Linked DNA regions of Oryzias latipes: region 1 is linked to region 2. A link is a contact called in public Hi-C data. All regions are on one chromosome and are shown on one strand. The core of a region is the stretch at or near the end of the contact, and the rest is flanking DNA. Distances in the headings are between cores, read along the strand shown. Region 1 has its middle 24 kb from the start of foxd1. Region 2 has its middle 7.5 kb from the start of tmem174.

Region 1 (2,700 bases), core at 151-2,650, 64 kb after region 2:
GTAATAAATATCGGCCTATTTTGCAAACGGAACTAATCGAAATTAATGTTTAAAAATTATGATTTGAGCTTTTCAAGCAGGCAAAAAGTTAAAGAAAAATCTTCACACTTTGAATTGTGAACACAAAAAGTTTCATAAATCCCCTAAAATCTTCAACGTTTGCACATTTTGCATAATTTCAGTTTAAAGGTGCATTTAAAATTGTTAAAATTTTATGCAACAGGGTGAAATTTCATATGGAAAAACTTATTTTTATCAAGTAAAAACTTTGAAAGGTTCATTTTTGCATTAAAAGGCTTTAAGTTTTATTTTTAAATGTATGCTCATTTTGAATAAAAATTAATTTTAAAACATGTTTAAGTTACATATACGATATGATTTGGCTGCTTGCTTAAATCTTCCAGCTAAAGTCCGGAAGTTAAACGAACAAGAAGGAAAACTAAATTGGAGCACCCAAAACGTTGGGGTTCTTTGAAAAAACTGAACCATTAACTCTGACTGTACACTTTTTTCAGATTTTGAAATCAATTTGAAAACAAAAACTTTAAAAATATGATAACAGACAACAGTTTACATGCATGCAATAGGGTGAAATCTCAGGCAAAGAGTTCTGAATTCTTAAATTCTAAAGAAAACCTGAAGCTTTTATTTTGAAATTTAACATATCAACACATTATAAAATATTCATATTTAAAACATAAAATGTTAAATCTACTGAGTAAAGATTTAACTAATATCCTGATGTTAAAAAAAAAGCTGGTACAAGCTATCTTTAAAAAATAAAAGCAAAAAAGTCCTTTTTGTTACTTTAAAAAAAACAAACTTAACATTTTTATGTGGGACATTTTGCCAGAAAATATTACAAAATTCATTTTAGTTGACCTTTTATTGAATTGATTTATTATTGCTTAATTTAAAGAAGCATCTTTTCAGTTTTTACATTCATTTAAAATGAATCATCTTAAATAAATTCTAACTGTGACTTCTGTAAAACAGCTTTTACAAAAGCCTCAAATTTCTACAAAAAGTTAAAGCTCTAACTTTTAGGGTTTTATTTGCACATGTTGAATGTAATCAACTACAAATGTAACCCTTAATGTGCTGTTGTGAATGAGTGAAAGAAGGGAAAATCTCTGCTGGGAGATGAATGCTTCTAACTGTGGAGTTTTTGGGATTAGACACATCAGCCTCAGAAATGCAGCCTCATGTCACGTATACATGTCTCTTGTTATGTGCACACACCTCATTTACACTAATCCAGGTTGTAACAAACTCGGGTCACGAGCACAAAGAGTCCTGTCTGCTGGAATTCCCTTGGGTCAGAAAGAAAGCTGTGTTTTGAGGACCTTCTTAGCAGTCTTTGCTTAACTGGCCTTTGACCCCACACAGGCCTCTTTAGTGAGGGGCCATAATCCACCTAACATGGATTTAAACAAACAGTGTAGTCCGTAACACTCAGCCGTTACACTCTGTCTCATTTGGGGTTCTGGGGTTGTGATCTGTTTCGTTAACTTGGAAGCGGCTTCTCGCCGCCATGTCACGGGATGAAAGGGAGCTGCGACCCAAATGGAGGCGCGGCCGGTTCCGGTTGCGTCCGTACAGCTGTGTCTGCGACCCTCGCACCTCTGCCCTCCTCCCCGCAGCTCCAAGCTCCACCGCCTCCCTCCAGAACTCTGAAAAAACGTCATCAATATTTTGCCTGACCTTTGACTTGACCCGCGCAGTCAAACAAAGGGATTCTGGGTACACTAAATGGCCTGGCTTTGCTGCAGAGGGCAGACTAATGAGAAGATGTCGTCTCTAGTTTATAGTTGAGTCCAGAAAGCAGCGGAGCGGAAAAACAACCAGGCGTTCCGTTAAGCTGCCTCACGCAAACGTTCAAAGCGGGGGCATTGAGAGTCAGACTCAGTCAGCCAGAGTCTTGCACCTCCTTCAGATACTTCCTCCTCTCCGCTGCATCAGTGTGGAGTTCTCAGCTTTTTCCGGACTAACAGAAACTTCAGGAGTGAGTGCTGCTTAACTGTATGTTTAGCTATTGATGCGCTCCTCCCTCAGCCCATCTCCTGCTGCTCCTCCAGTCTCCGTTAGAGTAACAGCTGACTGCTTAGCCTCTACTTTTCCATTTGATTCAAAAGTTTGGTGAGCAGCTGTTTTACGTCCTCCAGCATGACAGCAGCATGTTTATGGAGATTTTAAACTGATATGAGATCCTATGGGATTGGGCTGCAGGTGAAAGCATGGTTTTTGAATTTTTTTGTTTTCTAACCTATTGCTGTTCATGATTTTATACTTCAAAGCTGACGACTCTGATGAAAATTATGTTTTTGAAATGTTCTTGTGTCCTTTTTCTGAAGATGGAAGGCATATGTTAGGAAAATGAAGCTTAAAATTGCATTTCTGAGTATTTTTTTTAATTCAAATTGTTGTGAACCAAGAGCAGACGAATAAAGTGTATTTGTGACATTGAAAAAACACCACAAGCTTGCTGCTATGAGCAATCTGCACCACCCCCAAGAACTCCTGCCGCTCTGCAGATACTATGTCCTCGAGAACGTCACATTAGCATTTTGGCCCAAAGTGACACAATCATAATTAAAAGACCACTCAATGCTTTGAATTTTTTTTTTAACAATCAGCATGTGTCTTTAAGGCTTTACTAAGGAGAACGGGCAGAAAAAAAATCAGAGGTCAACTATTGAG
Region 2 (2,877 bases), core at 190-2,689:
TAAAATTTTGAATTTATTTTTACAGCTTGGATTTTTTTTTTGTCCTTAAACTATTGTAAAAGTCAAATATCACACAATTTAAAGAAATTTAATCTGTACAGCAAGCAGTTTTAGTTTTTTGTCATCTCAAGGTTAATTCCTTTTTAAAAGTTATATATATATATAAGTGTGTGTGTGTGCAGAAATATATATATATATATTAGGTTTTTACCTTTTTCTCCCTAAATTTTTTTTCTAAAGTTTTACCCTTTGTGTAATTTATACTTTTTTTTAATTACGCCTCATTTTTTATTATTTGCTTCATTTTAAAATGTATCTGCTTTTAATTAAGTTTTTTTTTTCTCTCAGATTATAAACCCTATATAATGTTGATTATATCGAAATAATGACATGGTTTTGAATTCCAATATTTCTGAAATTGTCTTATTTTTAAACTTTTTAAAATTAACCTTATATATAAAAATCTATATTTCAGTTGTCAGAATTGTCAACCTTTCATTTTCACCTGTTTGACCATTTTTATAGAACTATTTTCCATTTAATATCCTTAGTTTCCTATTCAAATAAGTGTTTTATTGTTATTAGTTTTGCTTTTTTACTTATCGCTTAATATTAAAATTTTAAATTTGAAAACTTAAGTTTGAAAGTAATTTATCTTTCTACTTCAAACTTTTCAAGTTATTTTTTTCAATGTAAACACTTTTAGAAAACAGAACTAAGTACAATGTTAAACTCCTCGATTTGCAAGGAGATACATTTCTCACACTTTTTTTATGGCGGAAATGAAAGTGTTTAATAAAAGCACAAAAAAGCTCCTGACAGCATTTATTGTTATTATCTTAATTGCAAAAGCTGATCTGTGTCTGAAACCCCCCTGAGATCATTTTTAGCAGCTTCGAGTCTTCCAAACAAGTCCCCGGGCGTCCCTCCGTCTTCGCTGCTCTCTGCTCACTCCGTGCGCTTTGGCGCGCGTTACTGCGTAAAAGAGCCAGAGCTCGGAGACTTGGGAGTGGAGGGTGGGGTGGGGGTGGGAGCACAAATGAATTCCACGTTTGCAGGAAAACACGCTGGAGGCGCAGTGAAACTTTGTTGTTTATGAAGAACACGTGAAACCAATCAAATGTGAATTATCTTCCTGTTGTTGCAGCTTTTGTCGTTTGCTGGTTCTGCTGCTCTCGCCAGCGGTGTCACCACCTCCCAGCGTTACGGACGCACGTGGAGAGAGCTCACATGCACCCGCAGTGACAGACGAGCGCGAACGTGCGTCTCTACTGTTCTTTACATTCTGGATTTTCAAACTTCTTCCATCTATTCGCTCTTTCTCCCATACACGGACGTGCACGAGGAGCGTCAAAACTTCATGGACGACGTTATAACTAAATACACTACTTATAACGGCTTAAAAAATGCCTTTTTGCAGCGTGTCTCACTGTGAGGCTTTGCCCCGCCCACCACAGCAAGCATAAACCAATCAAATCAATTGTTACATGTACAAGGACTATTAGTTTGAATCCATCTGCATTCGTTGGCTGGTAATCTTTAAAGAGTTGAGATCATCTAACATTATGAGGCCCATAATGTCCAATTTAGCTGATGTCCCCCTACTAAAAAAATCATTTATTAAAAAACAAAAATACAGCCCGGTAAACACACTTTAGAACTGAATTTCCGCATCTGCTGACATCAAAATTTGGGGCATATTTGAGTCATTTTTGCTTTTTGTGAACTTTTACAGCGAAAAGCCTCATTTCTCCTCTTCTGTAACAACTTCCTCAAGTTTCCCTTCCCTTTTTTTCTTCTCCTTTTACGACCAGTCTCCCTTCCCGGTCCACCTCAGAGAGCAGGTGTTCAGCTCATTCAGGCAGGGGTGCGGTGAGGTCAGCCTCATCAGCTGCAATATTACAAATGGCCATATATGTTCATGAGGGGGAGACCACCGAGGATCATGGGACTGGGTTCTGACTGCTGCAGCCAGTCACACGTGGATCTGGGATTTGTTTCAGCAAGTCTGTGGAAAGAGATTTATGAACAGCCTTCACTTTAATGTCTTAACATTTATGAGAATTTTGAAGGATTTCTACAAATATGAGCCTTTATGTTCTATAAAAAAAAAGATATTATTCTGTCAGATGTGGTAAATGTAGTTATAGATGGTTAGAAATGTGTTAAAGTCTACAGTTGCAGAGAGTGACACATATATTAATCAAGCACAAGAGGCATAATGCAACAACACAAGTCAAATATGGCAGACTAACAGAAAAGGAAAAAGATTCTGTTTTAATTGTTTAAATACTGAGCCACATGGCATTAAAAAAATTACCAGTTCTCTCAAATTAATAATTTGTGTGCACAAATAAAAGGATTTGGGGGGGGGGGGGGGGGGGGGGGGGTACATATTAGCATTTTGTGTGCATCACATTTAGTATCATCAATTCCAACTTTTTATTTGTGGGCACAAAACACTGACTTGTTCACTAAAATGCTAATTTGGACTCCAAGAAATGTTCATAAGATGCTTATTTGTGGTCAGACAGAAATTTATCATTTTTAATTTATGTGCTGCAAATATATATATTTTTCTCACTACAAGCAAATTTGTGCACACACAATCCTAATTTGTTCTCATTACATGCTAATTTGTTAACACAAAATACTAATTTGTTCTCACATGCTAATTTGAGCACACAAAATGTGAATTTTTTTCTACCAAAATATACATTTGTGACCATAAAATAACAGTTCTTGACTACAAAATTGTGATTTGTGTGCTCAAAATGCAAACGTGTTCTCACACGCTAATATTTCCCACAAAACATTAATTTGTGACAAGTCTTTTCCAGGGCTCCCTAAACCAACTTCACAAAACAGAATGAACTC

Evidence for each region. Hi-C and Micro-C count contacts between places; a contact is called where the count stands out from the background.
Region 1: a contact with region 2 is called in a Hi-C map of embryo, with 1.7 times the contacts expected there. The contact joins two enhancer-like sites. A contact is called at or near these places in 3 of 5 Hi-C or Micro-C datasets (all in embryo).

The regions. Positions count from the first base shown.
Region 1 is chr12:5,449,826-5,452,525 of ASM223467v1, forward strand. No RefSeq gene overlaps it. Among protein-coding and RNA genes, the nearest start is that of foxd1, 24 kb to the right of the region's middle. Within about 2 kb of position 1,401, at least 1 of the 8 cell types and tissues checked has an H3K27ac peak or open chromatin away from gene starts, as enhancers often do. A contact at or near this core is called in embryo, where this site is marked.
Region 2 is chr12:5,386,137-5,389,013 of ASM223467v1, forward strand. No RefSeq gene overlaps it. Among protein-coding and RNA genes, the nearest start is that of tmem174, 7.5 kb to the left of the region's middle. Within about 2 kb of position 1,440, at least 4 of the 8 cell types and tissues checked have an H3K27ac peak or open chromatin away from gene starts, as enhancers often do. A contact at or near this core is called in embryo, where this site is marked.